Regions from separate parts of the Mus musculus genome. Here region 2 is linked to region 1. Evidence: chromatin contacts called from public HiChIP or PLAC-seq data. All regions are on one chromosome and are shown on one strand. The core of a region is the stretch at or near the end of the contact, and the rest is flanking DNA. Distances in the headings are between cores, read along the strand shown.

The links. HiChIP or PLAC-seq counts read pairs in DNA pulled down with a chosen protein or histone mark.
Region 2: a contact with region 1 is called in an H3K4me3 HiChIP or PLAC-seq map of the SCID.adh cell line, with 31 read pairs. The contact joins the enhancer-like site here to the promoter of Lef1 in region 1. A contact is called at or near these places in 6 of 39 promoter capture datasets (3T3-L1-derived adipocytes, the C10 cell line, frontonasal cranial neural crest and 3 more), 1 of 15 datasets of contacts at CTCF or cohesin (pro-B cells), 14 of 484 Hi-C or Micro-C datasets (the C10 cell line, CD4 T cells, CD4 single positive thymocytes and 5 more), 9 of 115 datasets of contacts at active chromatin or transcription factors (the 230-238 cell line, the SCID.adh cell line, T-cell acute lymphoblastic leukemia and 5 more) and 3 of 9 other capture datasets (adipose tissue, liver and pancreatic islet).

Annotation. Positions count from the first base shown.
Region 1 is chr3:131,108,875-131,111,933 of GRCm38.p6, forward strand. It overlaps Lef1 (lymphoid enhancer binding factor 1), which reads left to right and starts at 1,423. Exons shown (of 12, transcript NM_010703.4): 1 at 1,423-2,804. The coding sequence starts at 2,598.
Region 2 is chr3:131,033,417-131,036,475 of GRCm38.p6, forward strand. No RefSeq gene overlaps it. Among named protein-coding and RNA genes, the nearest start is that of Gm36603, 73 kb to the right of the region's middle. Within about 2 kb of position 1,570, at least 10 of the 459 cell types and tissues checked have an H3K27ac peak or open chromatin away from gene starts, as enhancers often do. A contact at or near this core is called in the SCID.adh cell line, where this site is marked.

The DNA of each region.
Region 1 (3,059 bases), core at 173-2,672:
CCCAAACTGGTAGTTATCAGTAAGCAAAGTTTTAAATGCTGACTTAAAGAACTGTTAAAGTCTACAATGCCCAATAGCCCACACTTTCACCTTTAAAAGAGAGCTCTTGTCCTAAGCGTTCTTATGTAATGAAACCAACACACGATTCGTTGGAGTCTTATTTTCCATTTAAGTAAGATGGAGATACAATTCTTCCTGTTTACTGCTCCCAGGTTCTACAGATGGCTGCCTCACTGGTCTAATGATTTTGCCTGAATATTTGACTTGAGGGGAGGGGTTGAGAGCTAAAAGACAATGTGTTTCCAAACTTAAGCCCCACTTACACAGTGACTTTCACAAAGCGTCGCCCTTAAAAGTCCTGTCCAAAATGCACCAAGGAGACAGTGGGAACCGGAGAATTTTTGAGGTTTGATTCGTATTTACATCCATCCTTTAAAGGTCCCTTTCAGCGGAGTCTCCAGGATGTCAGCAACTGCCCAGTGCTGCCTGCCTCTCCTAGGTTGTTCTTCTCCCTCCTTTTGGGATGTATTTTCCTTTTTCTACGAGGTCTCTACACGCTGAGTCGAGAATCTCCAAAAACCCACGTTCATTCGGTGATAAAGGCACAATGAATGTGATAGCGTAGAAGCGATATTTAAGGCTCAGTCTTCATCCACACCCTTCTTACTGATCCTTCCCCCCTGGTAAGCCTGGAGATTTTATTTTCGCTAGGGTGGTGTGCCCTTGTCTCCGAAGTGTGTGTGATTCACGGTTAGTAGAGTCACAACTCTTCTGTTTGCCTTTGCTGAATCTCTTCTCTCTGGTTAGGTGAGCAATGTGTTACATTTTCTCCTTTTCCTTCCCCTAGTCCCTAATTCTCGCCTTATTCCCTCTGTCAGAGCATCTATCAATGTGGTGTCGACCACAGCGCCAGCGGCTTTCTCTTTCATCTTCCTCCCCTTGCCTGAGTGAGGGGGCTAGAGTGGGCGGCGGGAAGGAGGTTGAAGAAAGACTGGCAAAGGACTAGAAGTGAGGCGCCGGGGGCGGGGTGGGGTGGGGTCGGCAAGAGAAGAAGAGATGCTCAGATGATGAAGTTAAGCCATTCCCGTAGTTTCTCGTCAATTTTCACGTGGGCCACACTGTTCTTTGGGGTTGGGTTACACACAGCACCCAGTCTATCTTCAGGTTGTATGGTGTCGTCCCCCCCCCCCCAGGCATGAACAGGCGGGCGCAAACACATACGCACCCCCACGGCGCCCCCCCCCCCCAAGTATGACTCGTCCTTTGGGTGCTAGGAAATGAACTAGGGCTGGGGGGGGGGGGAGAGAACCTGGATCTCCTCCTCCTCCTAACAGACTCCCTCCTCCCCACCCCTCCAGCAGGCAGCCAAGGAGAGCAGGAGGCGGGGGAGGGGCGGGGGAGGAGAAGCGACGCAAGTGAATAGCTTTGCAGCGCCGGCTAGGCGCGGCGAGGAGAAGCGGTGGGAAGGCGCAACCGCTCACCTGCGGGGCAGCGCGCACCGGAGGGACCGGGCTGCGCTTTCGTGGGCCCTGGCATTCGGACATTCCCGGAGCCTTGCAAGCGGCTACGCTCCGGGTGTTCCCCGGCCGGTCTGCCCGGAGGAGCCGAGGGGCCACCGGCAGCTCTTTGCTTTGACCGAGGGGAGGCGGGGAGAGAGGCGAGCCAGGCAGAAACTCGAGCCGGGAACAAAGAGGGATCGGGCTCGAGTGTGTGTGTGTGTGTGTGTGTGTGTGTGTGTGTGTAAGTGTGTGTATCGGCCCGAGCTGCGGGCTGGAACATTTGGGCCCGAAGCTCCTGCTGTGACTCCCCAAGACTCCGCCGTGCCAGCCACCGCCGATTCCCAGCGCTCATCATCACAAACTTTATTCTTGGCAAACTTCTCTTTTTCTCCCCTCCTCCTCCGCCCCTCCCCCTCCAGCAGATTAAATGCTCCTCCAGAAGGAAAACCGAAGCGAAAGGGAAGGAAAGAAGCTCTAACGCGGACGTCTGCAGCCCGGTGGCTCTTTATTGTTTACTCTGAAGGAAGTGGACTTTTCGGTATTTTCTGATTCTTCTCGTACCTCCGCTGGGGCAAAGGGAGCCTCTTGGCCCAGCTCTCCTCTTCTCAAAAACAAAACAAAACAAAACCCCAAATCACCGAAATCAGCATCCGAGGAATCCGTGGAGAGGTTTTGCACGGTGACGCACCACGGGACCCTCGTTTGCACTTTGGCAAGTCGTGTCCCCTCCGGAACCGGTGTCCTCGAAGCACAGACCCCAGCAACGAGTGCGGCGTGGGGTGGCCACCCAGCCCTGGCAGCCTAGCCTAGTGCACGCGGAGCGGCGTAGACGCTCTCAGAGGCGCCGGCGGCTGCCGCCCTCGCAGTCTGGTGCCCTTCGCCCCAGGGCCGGGCGCCGGCGTCCTTCTAAGTGGGAAAGCGCGGCAATCGCAGAGGCTCCTGCAGCTGCTCCAGCCGTGGGCCCCTCGCTTGCCCACCCGGCTTCCATTCACAGTCCTCCCGCACTCAGTCTTCCAACTCCCCCACCTCACATCGACCCTCCCTTCTTGCTGTCTCGGAGTGCTCCCGCAGCGGAGCGGAGATTACACAGCCGCCGGGATGCCCCAACTTTCCGGAGGAGGCGGCGGGGGGGACCCGGAACTCTGCGCCACCGATGAGATGATCCCCTTCAAGGACGAAGGCGATCCCCAGAAGGAGAAGATCTTCGCCGAGATCAGTCATCCCGAAGAGGAGGGCGACTTAGCCGACATCAAGTCATCTTTGGTTAACGAGTCCGAAATCATCCCAGCCAGCAACGGGCATGAGGTGAGTGGGCAGCTGTCCGGAGAGGCGTGGCGGGTCCCGGGGAAGCGGAGGGGAAGCAAGCAGGGTGCGCGACCACGGTGGCCATTGAGCCCTGGTCCCTCGCGGGCTGGGTGGGGAATAACGGCCCCTAGTCCATGGTGCGCACGTGTGTGAGCAGCGGGCAGGGAAATTTATCCCAAGTGTTTCTATGGCTAAACGGTGGCAAATGGGCAGGAAACGCTGGCCTATACCGGACCGGTTTCGTCCTCCGACGTT
Region 2 (3,059 bases), core at 320-2,819, 75 kb before region 1:
AAATCTTTTTTAAAAAAAAAAAAGCAAGAAAGGAAGGAAGGAAGGAAGGGAGGGAGGGAGGGAGGGAGGGAGGGAGGGAAGAAGGAAGGAAGGAAGGAAGGGAGGAAGGAAGGAAGGGAGGGAGGGAGGGAGGGAGGGAGGGAGGGAGGGAGGGAGGGAGGAAGGAAGGAAGGAAGGAAAAGAAAGAAAAGATCCCTCTGCCTGTGGACTTTGAAATTCATAAAAATGCAATGTCGAGGGTTTCTGTCATGAACACCCAAGTGAGTCTGTTCTATAAGTTGCTCAGTGATCCTATTCAAAGAATATTCTCCTTGGTTACCTTTTAAATCCCAGTGAAAGCAAACAGAACACAGCCATTTAAATCCTGTTAAATATCGTGTCTTAGTGAGGGTTTCCATTGCTACGAAGAGACCAAGGCAGCTCTTATAAAGGACAACATTTAATTGGGGCTGCCTTACAGGTTCAGAGGTTCAGGCCATTATCATCAAGGCAGGAGCATGGCAGTGTCTAGGAAGATGTAGGGCTGGAGGTGCCGAAAGTTCTCCATCTTGACCGAAAAGCAAACAGAAGACTGGCATCCTCAAGCAGCTAGGAGGAAGCTCTCAGAACCCACACCCACAGTGACATACTTCCTCCAACAAGCCACACCTACTCCAACAAGGCCACACCTCCTAATCGTGCCACACCCTGGGCCTAGCATTTCAAACCACCACATAGTCTAATCATTAATATTGTGATCACCAGCTTTCACTAAAATTTTAAAACCTATGTTTAAAAAAAATTTTTTTTCTGTTTCCCTTGACAGCCAAGAAGCTAAAGCAAGTATGTTTTTGAAAATGCTCAGGTCTCAGAGTCCTTTATCTACATAGGCCTTTGTGTAGTGGGTGAGTACTATCCATCATTACCACAAAGGAGTGCAGGGCCCCAAGGATCTAAAAGGAAAGTAAAACATATGCAAGCCCACAAAAGACAACAGGACATTCTCATGAGACTCCTCTCTCCAAAGCAAAGTTATGAAAGAAAAGTAATTGTCAAATAATTTAATCTCCTGCTATCGCAGAGAGTATGGAAGGGAGTGGACCCAGGTGCTCAGAGGCTGTTAATCTGCTTCTTGTATTCACCACACCCATGTAAACTACGGTGTCATCTCTCCAGCGAGGGGGAAGGGAGTCATGCTTTCTTCCCCATGGTACTCAGTGGACACAGTCAGATAGGCGTTTGGCAAACTATCTACAACTCTCATTTTCGTTAGTATGTAATTAACATATCAGTGGGTTTGTGTGTGTGTGTGTGTGTGTGTGTGTGTGTGTGTGCTTTGTAAAATTTCACATACTTACAAGAAGAACTAATAAGATAAATAATTTTCTCTTATCATCCTGGGAATTTTATTCACGAGTTGTTACCTAGTCTGAGTTATAAGAGGAAGAAGGCTAAGGAGCCTGGGTTCTCCTCTGTTACTGAATTGTGTTCCCTTTGTTTTCCTGGGGAAGACTCTGTGCTAACCACTATCCCTTACACTAGTGTGTGAGACAATCTCTGCTCTCTCCAGCTACACAAGGCAGCTGTGGAGACAGATGCTTTCCTCACGGAGCACAGCATGAGTGCTAGAACAGATGGGCAAGCAAAGGGCTATCTCAGCAGCAAGCCAGAAGTGGCTACGCCCAGTTAACCTCCATTAAAAATGGCACCTTAGCGTTGAAAATGATGTCGTTTTTTCACAGTTCCTACAGAGGAAATTTGTATGGAAAAGCAATAAAACAAACAAGCAAAGGTTGGAAAATAATACATGAGGGAAGGTTTTATGAGATTAAACATCAAATCAAGAGGTGGGATTTCATTTCCTAGGTGATGGTGAAGCAGTCCCGACCTTTAATTATGTGTGCTTGGAACACCAAGCAAAAACTTAGGAAGAAAACTCAAGTCTCTAAGCTAAGAATTTCTTTTTTATTAATCAAGACTTCAATATAAAGGACTTACAAATTGGAACACATCACACAGTTAGCCAGACCCCACGGTCTGTGCATCTAGATGAACATCCATCCTGTTTCTGCACAGCAAAGGAAACAGTCAGCCCACAGAATGAGAGAATCTTCACCAGACGTACCCCAGACAAGAGACAATACCCAGAATCTACAAAGAATTTCAGAAATTAGACCCTGGAGAAATAAAATTACCGACCAATAAGTGGATTGATGAAATAAATAGACATTTAAAAAAAAAAACACCTAATGAAACACAAATAGCCAATTAACTATTTTGAAAAGTGTTTACCATCTGTAGCCATCAGCAAAATGCTAATTTTAACTATGTTAAGGCTTCACCTCACCCAGGCGAATGGCTATCATCAAGAAATCTACAAATGTTGTAGAGGATGTGGGAAAGAGGATCCCTTAGCCACTGCTGGTGGGGGTGCAAATTAATGCAGCCATTCCGGGAGTCACCTTGAAGGTTCCTGAAACAATTTTAAATATAACTATCATGTGGCCCGGGCATTTCATTCCTAGGAACATACGAGAGAACTCCACCCTTACCACAGTGATATCTGCACCTCCATGTTATTGCTACTTTACTCATTAGAGCGAGGGAGTGGAGCTAATCATGTTGTCCATCAACAGAAGAATGGATAGGGAACATCTGGAAGGCTATTCAGCTCTAAAGAAAAATAAAATTTAAACATTTTGAGCCGGGCATGGTGGCGCACGCCTTTAATCCCAGCACTCTGGAGGCAGAAGCAGGCGGATTTCTGAGTTCAAGGCCAGCCTGGTCTACAAAGTGAGTTCCAAGACAGCCAGGGCTATACAGAGAAACCCTGTCTCAAAAAACAAAAAACAAACAAAAAAAATTTATAGGGGCTGGAGAGATGGCTCAGCAGTTAAGAGCACTGACAGCTCTTCCAAAGGTCCTGAGTTCAATTCCCGGCAACCACATGGTAGCTAACAACCATCTGTAATGAGATCTGGCGCCCTCTTCTGGAGTGTCTAAAGACAGCTACAGTGTACTTACTTACTTAAATAAATCTTTTAAAAAATATATAGAATAAGCACAATGCATAATGTTGA